Regions from separate parts of the Mus musculus genome. Here region 1 is linked to region 2. The links are chromatin contacts, called in public targeted proximity ligation maps. All regions are on one chromosome and are shown on one strand. The core of a region is the stretch at or near the end of the contact, and the rest is flanking DNA. Distances in the headings are between cores, read along the strand shown.

The links.
Region 1: a targeted proximity ligation map of embryonic stem cells shows a contact between it and region 2, with 6 read pairs. A contact is called at or near these places in 4 of 39 promoter capture datasets (the C10 cell line, erythroid cells, fetal liver and 1 more), 2 of 130 datasets of targeted methods (embryonic stem cells and intestinal villus epithelium) and 2 of 9 other capture datasets (adipose tissue and liver).

Annotation. Positions count from the first base shown.
Region 1 is chr19:9,026,303-9,030,398 of GRCm38.p6, reverse strand. It overlaps a transcript of Ahnak not described here. Among named protein-coding and RNA genes, the nearest start is that of Ahnak, 39 kb to the right of the region's middle.
Region 2 is chr19:8,836,182-8,840,262 of GRCm38.p6, reverse strand. Bscl2 (Berardinelli-Seip congenital lipodystrophy 2 (seipin)) reads right to left here and starts at 2,796. Exons shown (of 12, transcript NM_001136064.3): 1 at 2,399-2,796; 2 at 479-687. The coding sequence starts at 553. Gng3 (guanine nucleotide binding protein (G protein), gamma 3) reads left to right here and starts at 1,017. Exons shown (of 3, transcript NM_010316.3): 1 at 1,017-1,272; 2 at 1,610-1,709; 3 at 1,992-3,334. The coding sequence starts at 1,611. The coding sequence ends at 2,120.

The DNA.
Region 1 (4,096 bases), core at 1,124-3,623, 190 kb before region 2:
TGGAAGCTGGAATGGTGCAGACCTGGGGAATGCCACCAACAGTCTGCAGACCATCCCTGACCACAGCTGAATTCACACCCTAACAGCTCAAGGGAAGCGGCTGGCCTGCAGAAACCTCAACAATAGCTCAGAGAAGAAGAATAAAAATAAGAATAAAAACAGCCCTGGGTTTGTTGTTCATCTTCTGTTTATTTATGTTTGCTCTCACCCTGAATTTTGGAAAATGCACTGAGACTACCCAGCAAAAGACAGAAGGAAAACAGGTGTCCCTATTGCTGATGGGAACTGTATGCAGTGATAAGACAGGGCCATTGTGACCTACAGAATTTCTGCCAAGTGCTGGGTGCCACATGCCAGGTGCCTGGCATTATGCCTGAAATAAAATAATAAATAAGAATACAGCATCCCTCCCTCACAGGGTTGACAGTCTAATTCCGGAGAGAGACTGACAAGCAGTCTCTCACTGATAACTAAATGTAAGTAGCATTGAGACCAGAAAACTAAAGTAATGAGAGCATAGAATAGTTGGGAAAGAGAGAGGATTCCAGGCAGGCTTCCAGGAGGAAATGCCCCTTAGGCTAAAACCCAAGGGTGAGAAAAGAGAAGGCTGCATCAAAGCCAGAGGGCTGCTGAGAGTGACTGGCAAGGCCAATCATGACCTCGCAGAAACTGACAACCATTGCAGTAAACAGTAGAGAGGAGCCTGGGGGTCAAGGGTTCCCCAGGTCTTGATGAGGTATGGGCAAGCTGAGGTACCTCCACGAGGCTTCCCTCTCTGCGTAAACCAACAGTCAGGCCGTCCCACCACAGCATTCTCATCCAAATTTTTTGTTTTGGTTTTTGAGACGGGGTATCACTATGTGGCGCTGGCTGTCCTGGAACTCGCTGTGTAGCTCTGATTGCCCGCAGACTCTCAGAGATCCACCTGCCTCTGCTTCCTGATTAATCAGCTGGAATCAAAGGTATGTGCCACCCTACCCCACAAAGATTGTTTTTAAATGGGTATGTGTATCTGTGAGTATATGCCACATGAGTTCAGATACCCAAGGAGGCCAGAAGAGAAAGTCAGATCCCCTGGAGCTGGAGTAGCAAATGAATGTCAGCTACCCAATGTAGGTGCTGCGAATCAAACTTTGGTCCTCCCAAAGATCCGGAGTCACTCTTAGCCACTAAGTTCTCTCTCCAGCCACCCTACCTCTACTGGCTAGTTTGTGTCAACTTGACACAGGCTGGAGTTATCACAGAGAAAGGAGCTTCAGTTGGGGAAATGCCTCCATGAGATCCAACTGTAAGGCATTTTCTCAATTAGTGATCAAGGGGGAAAGGCCCCTTGTGGGTGGGACCATCTCTGGGCTGGTAGTCTTGGGTTCTATAAGAGAGCAGGCTGAGCAAGCCAGGGGAAACAAGCCAGTAAGGAATATCCCTCCATGGCCTCTGCATCAGCTCCTGCTTCCTGACCTGCTTGAGTCCCAGTCCTGACTTCCTTGGTGATGAACAGCAGTATGGAAGTGTAAGCCAGATAAACCCTTTCCTCGCCAACTTGCCTCTTGGTCATGATGTTTGTGCAGGAATAGAAACCCTAAGACACCACCCCATCCAACTTATAAATCTTTCTAGTGAATATTAAATCAGTGCTAGAAAATACACTCCAAGTTCAATCCGCTGTCAGGGCACAGTGGATAAAAGACAAGCCACGACCCCATGTTGTTCCCTGTACTCATTCCTGTGACCAGCAAACCCTATCAAAGGTTTTCCATGGTTATGTAACAAGAACCTGACAAGTGACACACAGGATCCAACCGTTTCCTCTCTGGAAACAAGGAAAGGGAGTGTTTGCAGAACATGTAGTACAGGGCTTTGTACCTGGGAGACTGGCAAGGCCTGGAATGGCCATCCAGGGGCAAGAGTCTGGCTAATCCAAAGCACTTATTTCCTTCTGATAATCTGTAATCTGTAATTTCCCACTTTTAAGGGTAGTAATTACTCCAAACAAAGAGCAGTAACCAAAAACAGTGGTTAAAGGGAGTGGCTTTTTTTTTTTCCTCTAAAAGAGATCTGCAGCTCAGTTAAAGAAAAAATAAAAACCTTAGTTCAAAGCTTGTCTATTAGATTCAATAGGAAAATAGTTTGAAGGAAAATATGGTGTGCAAACAGGAAAAAAAAAGTGGAAGCCTACCCACACCAGGCCCCCACCCCCTACAGTGAATTTGCCCTACCTGACCCACCTTACTCCTACAGCTAAATTCCTAGAATTTATTTTCTAGGAATTTAGACAATTCAGATTGGCTGCCTCCACTCTCTCACCTGACATCCCTATCTGCCTGAAGGGCCCACTTGAAATTCAAGTGGCGAGCCAGACTCGCAGGCTTGCAAATAGAAAATGCACTGTCATTCTTCTCCCTGGCTTTTCACATTCCAGTCCTCCCCACGGCCTGGCTGCCTGAGCAAGGGGACAGAGCACCGGCTGCCTGGCAGCTGTGTATCCTGGAAGAGACGGCACACACAGGAAAAAACACACAGAGCAGGCTATACTGCATGGCTGAAAAAAAAAATCAAAGCCTTCCACTTTGGGTGGACAGGAGTAGTGAGCTTTAAGCTGAAGCTCCTTCCTCGGGGAGGGTACCAAGTGCCCCACACTGCAGTCCCATGTGACTACAGCTCAGTAAGGGCTGCCAGATTCCAGGAGATGGATGGATGGATGGACCTTAAATAGTCACCAGGAGGGTGACTTCTTGTGTAGCCCAGGCTGTCCTGGAATAAAGCCGTCAATGGGAGGATGACCTTGAACTTTAGATTCTCCTGGGTCCACCTCCTCCATTCTCCTGGGTCCACCTCCTGAGTTCTGTTTAGATTCTCCTGGGTCCACCTCCTGAGTTCTGGGGTTTCAGTTGTGTGCCACCACACCAGGCTTATGATATGGCAAGTCCAGGACTTGCTACATTCCCAGCCCACACACACAAGTCCTGTTTTTATTATTACTTGTGTGTACTTGTATCTGTGTGCATGTTTATGCATGTGCACGTGTGTGTATGTGTGTACAAGACTATGCCCATGCATGTGAAGGCCAGAGGCCAAAGTCACCTGTCTTTCTCTATCATTGTCCACCTGTTCTTTTACTTGATCTGGCTCACCAATGGGCTAGACTGTCAGGCCAGAGAGCTCTGGGAGCTCTCTATCCCCACCCCATCTCCCAGTGATAGGGTTACAGACCAGAATACCATGCCCACCTTTCGCCTCAATTCTGGACACCAGAACTCAAGTCCTCACGTACGAGAGCAAGAGCTTAAGTACCAAACCATGTCCCCAGCCCTCTTTTAAATACCAGCATTCAAAAGTGCAAACCTAAGATGCCGTCATATACAAAGTCATCTTTTAGGCAAAGTCTGTATAAAGCAGAGAGTTGGGGCTGATGCCGCATTTTAGAAATGAAGGTCCCACCGGGTAAGGGGTAGGCCCCAGAGGCAACATGTGACCCACGTACAGCAGCTTCCAGCTGGTCTCTGCTGGTCTTTTTTCTGTGATTGCCCAGTATCATATGCCCAGTCTTGTTTGGCCATCAGCCTGGCTCATTACTTCACACCAGCCTGGTCTAAATAGATAAAAATCTGCCTAGGAACTGTGGCAGAACTTGGATTAGTTCCAGGATTGGCTGGTTGGCTGAAAGTGGCTACAATTACTCCCAGAGACTGGGATCCCTTGTTTCCTGGACACTAACAGCTGAATTGGTGAATTGGGGTAGGGGGCGGGGGTGTCAGATCATTTGATTTGGGGTCAGAGCAAAAATTTTGCCTTGATGTTACAGTACTCTGTTTTCTTAGGGTACATTTATTTGGGGCACCCAGAAAGGCAGGGCTCAAACCCTATGAACAGCCACCCTTTGGGGCTGTCTGCGTAGTAACGAATAAAGACAACGTTTTGCACTTACTAGACCATTGAGTCACACCCCAGCCCTTCTTCCTCTTTTTCCTAGTCTTCCTCGTCCACACCCTTTACATTTCTCAGGCTCATCCAATCATCCTGGCCCTGACTAATCCACTTTGCCCAGGCTTCTTCTTGGATTTTGACTTGTTTCCTTCTAGGCTCTAATCTGTGATTA
Region 2 (4,081 bases), core at 1,547-4,046:
GTTTTGTTTTGTTTTGTTTGTTTGTTTTTTGTAAATTCAGTAGAGTTCCTTGGGCCTGTAGGAGTCCAACTGGAGCTCAGAGAGCCTTGCACCCTGCCAGAATCTGAATCTTGTGTGTTGTGTGCGCAGATGGTGCCGTCCGCTAGTCAAGCGTGGCGGCATTTCAACCCCTTTCAGTCTCCAGTTTTTATGCTGCGTGATTGACCTTCTGTGACCCACGTGATGCAGCCAACCTCAAAATCCCTACAAAAAACCATGAGACTAGATTTCTGATGGTGGCATCGTCTGGATAACGTCCTCCAGGAGGCAAGGCCAATGCACATCTTTTTGAATAGTAGTAATCCACTCAAATTACATGAAAAATTTCCAATCGATTCCCTATTTCCCCAGTGCCAACTCTTGCCACCCTACTCCCCACTCCGAGAAGCCCACCTGTGTTCACAACATTCACACTAACTCTCGTGGCAAGGTGCCTTACCTCGTCTTTGTCTGATCCTTTGATCTGGTCTCTGCATGTCTCTCTTGCCCCAGCTTCTCTTCTTTGATGTATCATTTCTTTAGCTATCTTCCTGATGGGTTACCTCTGGGTCTCCCAGCTCGCGTCACTCACGTGGTAGAAAGTGGTGATCTAGAAGCTGATCACCTGTAGAGTGTTACATTTTCCTAGCTCTGAAGAACGGTGGGTCACTGAAAGAAACCAAGATTCAGGTGCTAAGTGCTGTGTCAGGGTGGGGGTGGGGGTGGGGGAGCAGCAGCCCAGCTGATGTCAGACTTTCAAATGAGCAGGGTCTTCCGCAGTGGGGACAGACTCTAATGCAGGGGCTGTCACAGGCCCAGACCACCCCATTTGAGAGGGGAGCCTGCTTCTGCCTCAGGCCCTTTGGGGAGCTATCTAGTTTAGACTAAGGACTTGTACAATGGCAGGGGCAGGTAGTGAGAGAGCAGCAGTGAGGGTGTGCACAGGGGATGCAAACAGCAGACTGACTCCCCCACTGTCCAGGCAGTTGGTATGCGCCAGAATCAGCAGCTCCTTCTAGCATCCTTCATCCTTCAGGTACCAGCCATCTGGGCAGAACTTAAGCTGTGGAGACTGAGACCACCCCTCCAAGGATCTCGTCTGAGCATCTCTAGTGACCTTCTCTGCATTAACTGTCAGTGCTACGGATATTTTTAGCTCCAAGTCCTGGCAGGGTGGGGCACCTATCTGAGGCAGGGTTTGGTGCCCCCTCCCCACTGACCCTACATCCCTGGCTGCCGCTGCTGTTACTTCAGGTGAGTAGAAAGCAGCTTTTTTTCTCTTCAGGGCTTGAGGGGGGACAGGTGGCTGATGTGATTTCATCAGGGTGGGGCTCTTTCTGACTGAGGCTTTCATTGCTGGTAACATATTTGGCTCAAAGACTTAAAATCCTTAAATCGTTTGTATAATTTGATGACCAGGACCCAGGGGTTAGGAGAATATTTCATTTTATCTTCTCCATTCTCCCTACTTAAAAAAAAAAAAAAAAAAGAAAGAAAAAAAAACCTGGGATGGCCACTGGAGAATGGGGGCACAATCCCAGGTGTGTGGTTGTGAAGAGCTGAGTGTTTCAGCTGACTGTCTTTACTCCAGGATGAAAGGGGAGACCCCCGTTAACAGCACTATGAGTATTGGTCAAGCACGCAAGATGGTGGAACAGCTTAAGATTGAGGCCAGCTTGTGCCGGATAAAGGTGGGTGCGACCCTGGCTCCCATCAGCCCTTCAGGGCTCAGCTGTGGGTTTGCAATACCCTCCCCTCCCCCCTCCCCCCAAGAAAAGATGCTTCTTTTCTTGACACCCTGAGGTCAGTGGCAGAAACTGGGCTTTGTCAGCAAAGTTGTTCCCGAGGACTGGCGTTGGGGGAGAGGGCTGTCTCAAAGGGCACTAGAAACAAAAAGATAGTCTATTGGAGAAGAGAACTGCAGTCCCTTTCAGGAATTCTGGTTAATGTATCCCTTCCTGGCTGGGTTCCAGGTGTCCAAGGCAGCAGCAGACCTGATGACATACTGTGATGCCCACGCTTGTGAGGACCCCCTCATCACTCCTGTGCCCACTTCCGAGAACCCCTTCCGGGAGAAGAAGTTCTTCTGTGCGCTCCTCTGAAGAGCGGTGGACCTCCTCTGAACTCATCGCCCCCTCCCAGACCCGCCCTTAGATTGGAAATTGTAGTAGATCACTTCTACCCGCATTTACCCGGAGATTATTTGAAGCACAAGGCCCTCCTTACCCATGTCTACCCCATCTCCTCACCCTTTCAGGCTAACTCCAAGCACCTTCTACTCTATCTATAAAGGGACCCCGCTAAACTGCCAAAATCCTGCCTGTTTCCCTCGGTGATCCATCCGTTCAGGCAATGGAGAGGGGGATGCCCGGGTGCTCACCTGGAGCTATGAAAGGTAAAGGCATTTGAAGAATAAAGTCATTCAGAGCCTCAGAGGACAACGTCTGTGTTAGCGTTCTTGGGAAAGAGGATCCTTAATCGATACACTTGCCATATCCAGGGAACAGGGCCAGTCGAGCCCGTTAGACATTGTAAGGATTGGAGATCGCAAAGTATAAGGTGCCCGAGCGCCCCCAGTGGGGGGTTGTTAAAACGAGCGCTCAGAAGCCGCGGAGCATTCACACGAGCGCGCAACGTAAGCGGCGAGAACCACACAAGGGCGAGCAGGGTGGGTTTCCGCAGGCCCAGGGACAGCAGCCCCGGGGGGAGGTGGCCCGAGAGGCCGTGGGGCGGGACAGGGCGACTCGGCGCGGCAGCCAATGCCCAAGATGGCGGCTGCCTGTTCGTACCCGCATGGAGGCACGCGCCGAGGGTGCTCTTAAAATGGCGGTCCCCAGCGTTCCCAATAGGGAACGATCCCTTATGCGATCCTCTGGTCTTAAAATGGCTGCCCCTGCCCTCTCAAAGTCAGAGTCAGGTTCTCTGTCCCATAGAATCTGGAACTAGACATGCTTTGGAGACCAATCACGGGGAGTGGGGATGGGGAGACACCTAAAGCAGTCATGGGTTCTTAAGTTCAGTGTGGTGACCAACACTCCGGAGGTGTTGGACACACACAGAGGCAGATGGATCTCTGAGTTCCAAGCCAGCCACGACGACACACAATACACAATGAAATCCTGACTTAAAACAACCAGTCACTAGGACTGGGACCCAAGAAGCCCAGAGTGAGTTTTGCATAAGAATCTCGCCTGAGTAGAGGTTCCCTTTGAGGTGTATGTAATAACACAAATGTGTTAAACAGGCCATCTTGGAGCACCCTGTTCCTTGGTCTCTGTGGGATCTAAATAAGTAATAAATTTGTTTTCTTGTTGAATTGGGGCTTTTTTATTTTCTCCTCAAGGTAACTGAAAACATCACAAGGGTTCAGAATGTCGTCTGACTGGAAACCATGTCTCAAGAATGCCTCCTAGAGTGAGATCCCGGCAAAGGGTTAGGGGATCCAGGCCACCGCCTAGAAGCTTTTTGGTCTGAGTGAACGTACATATATGTTTTGGATCCTGGGCTACATTTAAATGTCCTAGTTGTTTTGTTTTTGTTTTTATTCTTTTTGGTTTTTCGAGACAGGGTTTCTCTGTATAGCCCTGGCTGTCCTGGAACTCACTTTGTAGACCAGGCTGGCCTCAAACTCAGAGATCCGCCTGCCTCTGCCTCCCTGAATGCTGGGATTAAAGGCGTGCGCCACCATGCCCGGCTGTTCTAGTTTTAGGTGACAAATCGTTCTGGGTAGGAAGGTCTAACTATTCCCTGGGTGTCATAACCAAATGGCTGAACAGGTACAGGTGTTTGACTGCAGGCCCAGTGAGTTTCAACCATCAAGGTGGTGGGGGAGAACTCAAGAGTTTTTCTGACTCCACAAGAGTACCCTGCACACTCTCTCTCTAGAGCGCGTGCATGCGCACACACGCAGACTTCAGTATTTTATAACCTTTGCTCCTTCTTTCTTGTGAAAACCCCAGGAAGGATCCTTGTTATAATCCCTGCCTGCTTACAATGTCTAGAATGCAATAGGTGCCTAATACCTAATGAATGTTTTTTTCTATGTGTATATGCTTAAACTGTA